Linked DNA regions of Rattus norvegicus: region 1 is linked to region 2. The links are chromatin contacts, called in public Hi-C maps. All regions are on one chromosome and are shown on one strand. Each heading gives the region's core, a stretch centred on a gene start, on an enhancer-like site or on the middle of the called end of the contact. The rest is flanking DNA. Distances are from core to core; before and after follow the strand shown. Region 1 has its middle 500 kb from the start of Ets1. Region 2 has its middle 370 kb from the start of Ets1.

Region 1 (5,045 bases), core at 2,063-4,562, 140 kb before region 2:
GAGACCAGGATTTGGATACCAAGTATTTTCACTCCCTAGGACGTCCTTCAGTGCTTTCTGAGGCAAAAGACTGCAAGTATCTGCACACATATGCATATATACATAAGCTTGCGCATAAGCTTGTATATTCACCTAAGGCAAGTATATTCAAATACAGATATATCCATAATCTGTAAGCATATACATATACATCTAAGTATTTTAGAAATGATGAATTCTTACTGACAGCTCTTCTTCCCACCTATCCCTGTGGGAATGTTTCTTTGTTCTGAGATAGGGGAAAGATACTGTGCTTGAATTGTAATATTAAAGACAAATTCTTTCCCCCACCCAAAGCTGTGAGATGTGTGATCCATTTGCCAACAAACAATAGAGTTGTAATATTAAAAAGAAAACCAAAAGAATGAGTTGAACTGAGAAAAAATGGGGAAATCACCATGAATATATTTCTGTTTATTTACAAATCCATACAAAACATTTTTCCAGCACTTACAAGTTAACAGGGACTCTATAAGACACAGCAGAGAACAAATTAAAAATCTCTCAGCTTAAGCACAAGTTAAATGCGACAAGACACAAGGTTTAGAATTAATAGAAAATATGTAACAGGTATTTGTAGTCAGATGCCACATGAAGGACCATGTCACGGAACGGAGTGCAGGATGCCTGACTGGAAGAACCTGGGCCTTTCTGCATGAGTCAGATCAGACATGAAGGAAATGAAGGGTGAACCGTGAAGTTACCCGTGACAGATCTTCCAGGCACAGAAGGAAAGGTGTCTTCTGGTGACATTTGATGGAAGCAGGATGGGGACTAGTGTGATGGAGTACAAAGTACTAGGAGCTCAGGTGGAGGAGGTCAGGGAGGGTCACATCCCACCGGGCATGCCATGACAACATAAGACTTTGGCTTCTACTGTGTGTAAAACAGAGAGTCATTAAAACTTTTGAAACAGGTTTATACTGTGGTTTGCCTTTGGTTTCAAAGTAATCACTCCAGCTGCGGTATGGGCAGGAGGCAGGCAGTCAGGAGAATTCAGTTAGCAGGGATGTAGTAGTAGGCAGTCATGAGCTTGGTGTAGTGATCTCGTGATGATGTGACTGATACTGAGGTTACCACAAAAGTGACCCACTGGAGGTAGAGACCAGTGATCATTCTGCACGCCTTTGTTGCTTGTTGCTGGGTATCATAGGTTATAAGGCACCCTACAGAATACAGATACGAACAAGGAGCTCACTGCCTTGTGGGAATATGGTGGGTGAGCCAGATGCCCACAGCTATTATAAATCCAGTGTGATAATTCCTGGGGTAAAGACCAAGCACAGCCTAAACCAGCCATGCTCATGTTCACGGAGGACTGTCTCTCTGTATCTGCAAACTCAAGGGAAATTTCACAGAGTATGGTTTTGAAAGAGAGAGGAAGCCATCTCCCAGGATTCTGAGTGCTAGAGGAGACATCCACAGCCTGAATCCCAGTTCCTGTCATAGCTTCTCTGTAGACTTCATGACTCCATCATCCCTATGAATTCCTGTGCTTCTCTGCCAACATTTTTCAAATATGTTCCTTCCACAGTCAATATGCAGTGAGGTTGTGTTTCTTGAGGCCAATGGCTCTTAGTTGAGGCACAGAGAAGAATGATGAATTATCAGAAAAAAAATGGTGATCATTAGGGTATACAGGTCAAAGAAGGAGCGAGAACAGGACGATGTTCAGATTCCTGATACAGGTATGATGCTGGCATCATTTGCCAAGGAACGTGTTCAAGAAAACTGTAGAGTTGGTGAAGTGACTGAATTTGTTTACCAGTAGGTTTGAGCTGCCCATGGGATGCTGTCAGCCTTGCCGACAGTGCTGTGGTAACAGGTAAGAAGAGGAAGAGTTGCAAAGGAAAAGGGGATGTCAGTCTGCAGACAAGAAAAGAGAAGCCAGCACAAACTAAAAAGCACTCAGGGAATGAGGTCAGTCAGATAGGGGAGAAGGCGCATAATCAGCAGCAGTAATGAGAAGCATTCGCAGAGAGCACATGCAAATGCCTTAAACCTTGAAGAACCCATTTCACTGTCTTTCTTTTATTTCATTTATCCATATATATGTAGGATCCAGCTGTAACTTAGGGGCATTTTGTACAGTGCAGGCCTTAGCAGGATACTACTCATACAATAATTCATCAACGAATGTGCTGTGATTGAATCCCTGGCCATAATACCATGGGTCATTCAGTGAATCCTTAAGATGTTATTTCACTGACTAGGTCTTTTTAAAAAAAAAAACGAGAGCCAGGGTAGACATGAAAAGGAATTCAATGCAAGAGGCTACAAATCAAAAGAATAAAAATTACTTTAGATATTCATTGTTCTATAGAACTTTTTTTGTAAAGTCTTCACCCACTTTTCTGTCCCTTTGTAGTGTCTTCTTGGAATAGCTTACTCTAGTGTATTCCAGAAGAGTCCATCAAGGCAGTTTGTGTGATTCTTTAAAGAGCACCAAAATCCTCCCTCAAACGTGAGCTCTTTCAGCTGGTTTGGGTATTTCTAGCCGAGCCCAGGTTCTCCACTGCCTTGTTCACCAATTCCCCCCTTCTACTTGTTCTGACAGTAAGGTTATTTACTTGCAACTGTTTAATATAAGGTAAATCACAGCACCTTTCTGGGCCATATTTTCTCCTGTAGATGAATTGAAAAGATTATTCAATTTGTGTTTATAACTACCTCAATGCTTTTTCCTCTACCCCAAAATATTCGCAGTGGGGTCTGCCCAGACTCTGGCTACTACCTCTGTGCCCTGGGCACGGCTTCTCTTCTACTCCCTCCCCCACAAGTCACTCTTGCTGCCTAGGTTCATTCATCTCCTTGGGGTTGGGGGTTGAGGGACACATATCAAGCATCTTTGAATCTCCATTGACTTCTGTAATGGCTGAGGCTCAAAATAGTGCTCCACAGTGCTCCACAGTGCTCCACAGATGCTCTGGAGCAAAGATGGTTGAGAAGAAAATTATTTGAACATTTAGTCCGACATACACTGATTCAAGGTGCCAGGTTGAATCTGTACGTTGTTCTTGCTGGTGTGAACAGGAGAGCCTGCCAAGGGTCTGAAACTCATTGTTTGCCTCTTTATAACGCAGAACTTCTCTGAAATGTGATGGATACTGTGCCTCCGTTTAGAGGGAGAGATGAAGAAATAAGTCAAAGAATCTTTTGGCACGTTCTTTAGGGACTTTAGGAAAGAATTCTCATCTTTCCTAGTGTTTGGGGCCTGTGGTAAGTAGGGGCTTTATCAGTGCCAAACAGTGAGTCAGGGAATGGGTGGCCCATTCTGTGGTTTTCAGTGGGAGGTGGGGTGTGTGGGGGAATTTTAATATCTCAGACTGTCCTGTTTATGTACATTCTTAGGAAGCCAATTACAAGGGTGTGTGAACTTTAAAAACCCCTCTTCTCAAGAGTTGACCCAAGCAGGGCCTGTGCCCTGTGCCTGAGTATGGAGGGACTTTCCAGGATAGTCCTCAAATACAATAATGTCATTTTTCTTGAATTTTTTCTAAGACCTGAGTCCAAAACAGCCTGTGGCCTCTATCCATCACTTCTAAGTTAGCAGTAAAGACACCCTTGGAAAGACTTACGCTCTCTGAGCCAAACCACCAACAACTGCTCTTTCACAAAGGCTTCCTGGCCTAACCTACATTCTGCTAACCACACTGGCAATGCTCTGCAGTACTGTACTGCAAGGAGGCCATCTTTCCGGGCGTAGGTATTTGAGACAGACACTTAGAAGAGCAATTTTAATGCGCAGATTATAATTTGTGGAGCTTTGAATGTGGGTTGTGACAGAGAGGGCACTAAAAATGGGTCATGCGTGGTTTGTTTTTATGGGACCAAGAGGGGAAATTGTGAGAGAGGATTTTATAAAGAACAATTTCTAGGTAATATTTTATGGATCTCTCTCATTCAGATGCTTATTAGCAGTTGTTAAATCTGTGTCTTCTCCTTCCGTATTGCTTGGTATATGCCATACTGTCCATCACAGTGTGCTCTGTTTGACTCAGTAATTAGATGCCAGTTTTCCCTACTAGGCCTATTATGTCAGGAATTACCATTCATCTATCTGCAGCTCTTCCACAATAGCTACAATTGTGACCGTTAGCTTTCCCTTGCTTAATTGCTTTGCTTTGCCTGAGTAACTTCATAATCTAGATAGAGCTAGTACAAAACAATATTAGTGACACTTATGATAAGGAGACAATGAGTGAAACTAGCAAAATGCAGGGGTTACACAGTGATCATTTCTGTGTTATTTATGAGCAGCTTTGGTTGATAGTTGAGATTTTTATGACCACCAGGCAATTATTGCCATTTGAATTTTCGCTTCATGACATGCCAACTATGCAGAGGAAAAGAAGGAGAAGGAAGGCGAGGGAGGAGAAGGAAGGAAAGCAAGATTACACATACACCTCCCTTACATACAATAAGTAAGGACTTCTTTTGTGTGCAGGGTAAAACCAGGGTTTCTTCCTTCTGATGGGTAGAAATCCAAATACCCAGACAACATACAGAATAGACATTGACCTGTGCGATGGGTTGAGAATCCAAGAATCTCAAACAACTGGCTCTGGAAGAGCATGTGTTGAAATAACATGTTGTTTTAAGAGTTTTCAATAGGAGGCTAAGATTTCAAAACATCTGAATAACTTCCTTGCTATAAAGTGTCTAGGTTTAAAATGTGAAGCTAGATAAGTAGCAGGAGCTTCCAAGACAAGAAATTCATTCAACTTAGGTACACGACTGCTGATCAACACTGAAGTTAGAAATGTTGCAGAAAGGCCAACTCTGGGCTGCCCATTTCCAGTGAGAATAGCTTTGAGTCACACCCACTTTTCAAATCAAGAGATAAATGTCAGATTCACCATTTCCCATGAGGGAATTACGGAGGAAGTGAACTTTAAGTGGCAAAATTTTACCTTCTAATAAATTACTATAATGCTTCTATGTATCCATCCCATGATCACCATCCATGTGATATTTGTAGCAGAGACACAATAAACATGCCCACA
Region 2 (5,416 bases), core at 893-3,392:
TTTTAGATTTCCCCTTATGTGAATTCACAGAATTCTGATCTGCTTGAATTGCACTTGCTAGTTAGTGAAATTCCAGCAGGTGTCGCTGTAACACTGCTCAAATTCAACATAGTCCCCCTCACTGGCAAGATGATCAAGAGCCAATTCAGGGTTTTTGGTTGTGATCTCTCTAGTAGCAAAGTTCTTTACCTCAGTTAGAGTCTTGACAGTCTCCAATCTCAAGAAAAGTTAGTCAGTAAGGACCTTAATTCAAATCTGAATGTTTGGAGATCACCAGAGAAATATATAATCAGATTACAAGTGATCACATACATGAGAAAAGCAATTTGGTAATAGATTCCTAGCCATAGGTTTCAACTGTTTTATGCAGCTTCATAAAATGCCCTTGGCCCATTCAGTGTTTTAGTGCCCTGAGGCACAAAGTGCATTCAACCCACTGATTTTGCCATTGACTCATCTATCAAAAATTAGAAGAAATTTAAAGTGCACAATACAATAATACAAAACTCCTTATAGAACTATGATTTCTTAATGTTATAATATTTGAAGTTTTACTCTCTCCCATGAACCCTATGTTTTGAACTTCTATGTTTTATGATATAAAAACACCCATCTCAGAGATTTGTGGGGCGAGCAAACCACATACCTACATGACAACACTAAATAAAGCGTTGTGTTTACTTTAATTAATAATAGCATTATTGTCATTAAGAGTGGCTTCTGCGTTGAGCTCATCTCCACAGATCAAACAATGAAGGGCGTGACCTCATACTGCTTGACCTTGACATTGGCTCCACTCATTCTGTGTATGATTTTTGCTTCTTCATGGTCATGTCAAAATGTGCAAGTTCCTAAGCCTTTTGATTTTTCTTGTCAATCTTGACAAAATTCCCATGGTTAGACATTAAAGGATTTTCATTTTTTTCACCAAAGCATTTGCCATGCTTGGAAGCTTGTCATTATTCCAATCAAGTCTGAGGAGCAAATGTTACATAAAGCCCTGGCCTAATTCTTCAAGGTAAGAATGCATTTGTTTCAAGGTTTCATCCTACTGGAGAAGAGGGCAATATTTGGGCACATTAGGGGAACTTAGCATCAAAGTAATTCTAAGGGACTATTAATATTTATTGTAAAGTACTTGCAACATATTTAATAGGAACAGAGTATATTCAAGATAGGTGATGTGATTATATAAAAGATTGTGCGACTGCATAATAGGTGTGACTCCTTATCAAGAATTTTAATTACCAGAATGAGAAATATTGTCTATTAATAGAAAGTTAAGAGCCGACATAAGAAGTGCCCGAAAGATAAACTATAAAGCAAGTCGCAGGCCAGCCTGAGTTTTGTCGAAAAGAGGGAGGTGGAGGAAAATGGTAAAGAAGGGAAGAAGAAAGAAGGAAAGGAAGACGTTTGTCATAAAGACAGTTAAGCACAGGCCACTATTCAAATTCCCAGTCCAGAATTCCTCTCAAGATGGGCTCAGTAGCCAGGGCTACATTTCCATCATTCCTGTGTGATTAGGCCATGTGCTTACTTTCTTATAAGGCAAAGGGGGTGGGGCTCCTTTGTGTGATTTTGAGACCAGATAGAATGGCTCTACTCATCTACCTGGATACAGAAGCATTCAAAGTCAAGGACAAGTCCATGACAGAAGGAACCGATGTCCCTGTCTCTCTGTGTGGAGAAAATATCTAATAGCTGGATATCTTGCCTGGGTCATATTATAAATAAAACCCAATTCCCTCCTGGATTAAACAAATGATGGTTTGGAATTTATTTTGTAGAGCAGCTAACATCAGAGCTAACACAGGCGTTAGGAAGCTACCCCATGCATTTTAGCTGAAAAAAAACCCACCTATATCAAATATTTCATACTCAGAAAAGGGAGCAATTGCCTTGTGGTAAGCTCTTCAAAGAGCTTACTTCAAGAGACAGAATTAAGGCATAAACTAATGGAATAAAGGCAATGGACTGTGTGGAAGGAGCTCACAAAGTAAAGATAGCATAGAATATTGAATACTCATTAGAAGGACAGCACACAAAGTAGCCTGGACTATCAAGACTTTCCTAACTCCAGAGATGGAGGAAATGACCAGGCAATGACTGCTCTACCATGAGACCCACCCTGTGGGAGAGAGACAACCCCTGACACTCTTAATGGTACTCTGCTAGGCTTGCAAACAGGAGCCTAGCATAACTGTCCTCTGAGAGGCTTCATCCAGCATTGGATGGAGGCAGATGCAGAGACCCACAGGCAAACATCAGGCAGAGCTTGCTCAGGGAGTCCTGTGGAAGAATGTGGGTAGGATGGAGGGCCAGAGGGGTAAAGGTTACCATAAGAAGACCTCAGAGTCAACGGGAGTTCACTGAGATTAAACCACCAACCAAGGAGCATGCATGAGCTGGACCTGGGCCCTCTACACATGTGTAGCAGATGTGCAACTTGGTTTTCATGTGGATTCCCTAACTATTGGAGCAGCGGCTGTCTCTGACTCTGATGCCTGCCTTTGACTCTGATCTCCTTCCCCTACCTGGGCTGCCTTTCTATTCTCAGTGGAAGAGGATACGTTTAGTTTTGCTGTGACTTGATGTGGCAAGGTGGATTGCTACACATGGGGGCTTCCCCTTCTCTAAGTAGAAGAGGAGGGAGTAGTGGGGGAAGGGTTTGTGAGTGTATAACTGGAATGAGGGAGGGAGCTTCTATGTAAAGTGAATACATGAATTAATTAATTAATTAATTAATTAATTAAAGAAGTGAAGAGTGGACTGCAGATATGGCTTGACTAGTAGAGCGGTTGCCTAGAACGCATGAAGCCCCTGGTTCGGTCCCCAGTACAACCTAAACTAGAAGAGGCAGTGTGAATCCCTAGAATCCCAGCACTAGAGAGGTGGAGGCAGGAGGATCAGAAGCATCACTTTGTCCACATAACAAGTTCAAAACCAGCTACATGAGACCCTGTCACAAAACAAGAAAAAGTGAAAAACACACAGAGTGCCACTGAATAAGACTGGGGAAAGGAAAATTTTAAAAAAGAAATCATAAAAGCCTGTCATAGCTCCAGCAGCCCACACAACCACTTGACTGCACATTCACATGTTTAGCCTCACGGTTACCTTAAGCTATTTGGAGCCAGAAGGCCCGCCTTAGTTCTCTACCACACAAGCCCAGTACCTCATTGACCTGGCAAAAGCAGTGTTGGATTCAGAAGGGTCAGATCTTGCCAGCTACCTACTAATGGGAAGCACTTGCTTGACAGCTTTTCTTACATGATCTCTTCTATTTACTGATTACACGATGCGGTCTAACTCTGAGACTTCAGAGTCACCTACTAAAGCCAGGACAGAGCAGGCGCATCCCGTCTTTTAAGTTTCTTCTGGACTTCATTTTGGGTGTTGACGGATTTTACGGCTATTTGTGTACACGTTTCACTATTCAACCTTGAGGGAAGAGGTATTAAATCTCTTGTATTTTTGTTTGTTCCCCACTAATGAAAAACTTTAATCTTAATAGAAACACAGACTCATAGTTAGGTGAGGAAGTGACCTATCTCTTAAAATCAACACGTTGATTTTGTACAGGAGCCCTTTATTTTTCTGGTTAAGAACCAAAGACTCTTAACCAATTCACCATACAAAAGAAACTTCATGATACATTAGAGACCAAAATACCTTAGCATCTTGAATTAACTTTCCTTTTGTTGCAAATGATAAAAGAGCTTAAGGCAGTGGCTCTCAACCTTCCTAATGCGGTGTCCCTATAATACAGTTCCTTATGTTGTGGTGACCTCTAATCATAAAATTACCTTTTGTTGTTACTTCACAACTGTAATTTTGCTGTTGTTATGAATTGTAAAGCAAATATCTGTATTTCCCTATGATCATAGGCAATCCCTGTGAAAGGGTCACTCAACACTGGGGATCGCAATGTACGGGTTGTGAGTCATTGACTTAAGAAAATTTAAAGAAGAAAGTGTAGTGTGCAGATACTATTACAAAAGCCAGAAAGGAAAGAGGGGCTAGACTTTAGGAAGCAGGGAGTCCTCAGGGGTCACTGGAGTTCTTTCTTTAGTTCTTTCTTTCTTTATTTTCATTAATGTGCTTTATTCCCCTCTTTTGTACAGAACAGTTTCTTAGAGCTCTCACACACACGATGAGAAATCACACTGCCAAGAGTTTTCAAGTTTATGTCTCAGTTCGAGAAAACATTATTCTGAACCCAAATCCTCAGTCCTATTCCAAACGCAAAAGTTAGAATCTTGTTGGAGCAATGGGTTTGGAATAGCTATAGGAGTATGTAGGCATATAGTGTTGAGTAGAAATGGGGAATTCATGGAAGAGATGGGGGAAGGACAATTCCCAGAATTCCCCAGGGCATGTAAGATACACAAATAAACACTGAATAATTTATGCAAGGAAACATGCAGCCAATTTATACACAAGAGACTATGATGGGCCAAGTAGCTTATCCCAGTAAACAGAGCTAGTTAATGGAAGAGAAAGAAATGAGCCGGCTTCTTAATCCAGTAACAGTAGCTGTTTATTAAATATTCTCTCCCATTGGTTCAACGCATGAAGGAGAATCCTGGTCCCATGAAACCATTGTAAGACGAATCTGTCTCCTGTTCAACTCTTGGCGTGCATTCTCCTCTGAGATCCTAAGTACCAACATTCAGGAGCAAGTATCATTTTTCTGGGCACTCTCCTCTCCCTGTCTGCTCTGTGCAGACACTGGGCACGTTACTCAACACCGATGGTCTCCCATCCCAGTGATTGCTCGCTAGAACTGTCAGAGCAGACACCAACCATACAGCTTGGTGCAGACGATGCTTGGGAAGGGAACATGATGTTTGCCCTTAGGATGGATTCACACAGCTTCCATTTGACAAGGCAGAGAATGAGCGACGCCCAGGCTTTGCCTGCAGCTTCCCATATCTGGAGGTCAGCCTGCCAGGGCAGTAGAGATGTAGATGAGACAGCAGCAGAATGAGCAAGGCCAACATCTCAATCTCAGCCTGGGTCCCGATAAGAGACACCTTTGAGAATCTGAATTCAAGACTTCACTTGTTTCCTTTAACTCTCCCATTTCCGGAGGACCCACTCATTGGGGGTAAGGCATTTTGAGTAATGTATGGACCCTATGGTTGGAGAAATCATCCTAAAAGGACTACAAGGCCAGACCTGGCCAGAGCATAGCTGGAGATGCTTCAGAGCAGGAGAAGTGCTGCTGTTATCAGAATCCACCCTGATAAATCCCATATACAGGTGCAGAACCTCCCAATAGCCTGGGGCCCCAACAGTCCCTTTAGGGACCAGTTGCTTCACATGGCTGTTGGAGAAAGGTTTGCTTTGATGCCATAAGCTGACATTCCTTCTGACTAGATTCCCTGCTATATTTGCTACTACAAATGTGAGA

The links. Hi-C and Micro-C count contacts between places; a contact is called where the count stands out from the background.
Region 1: a Hi-C map of the Rat2 cell line shows a contact between it and region 2, with 5 times the contacts expected there. The contact joins two enhancer-like sites. A contact is called at or near these places in 7 of 12 Hi-C or Micro-C datasets (the A7r5 cell line, the Rat2 cell line, Schwann cells and 4 more).

Annotation. Positions count from the first base shown.
Region 1 is chr8:39,864,633-39,869,677 of GRCr8, reverse strand. No RefSeq gene overlaps it. Among named protein-coding and RNA genes, the nearest start is that of Ets1, 500 kb to the right of the region's middle. Within about 2 kb of position 3,312, at least 9 of the 93 cell types and tissues checked have an H3K27ac peak or open chromatin away from gene starts, as enhancers often do.
Region 2 is chr8:39,727,882-39,733,297 of GRCr8, reverse strand. No RefSeq gene overlaps it. Among named protein-coding and RNA genes, the nearest start is that of Ets1, 370 kb to the right of the region's middle. Within about 2 kb of position 2,142, at least 2 of the 93 cell types and tissues checked have an H3K27ac peak or open chromatin away from gene starts, as enhancers often do.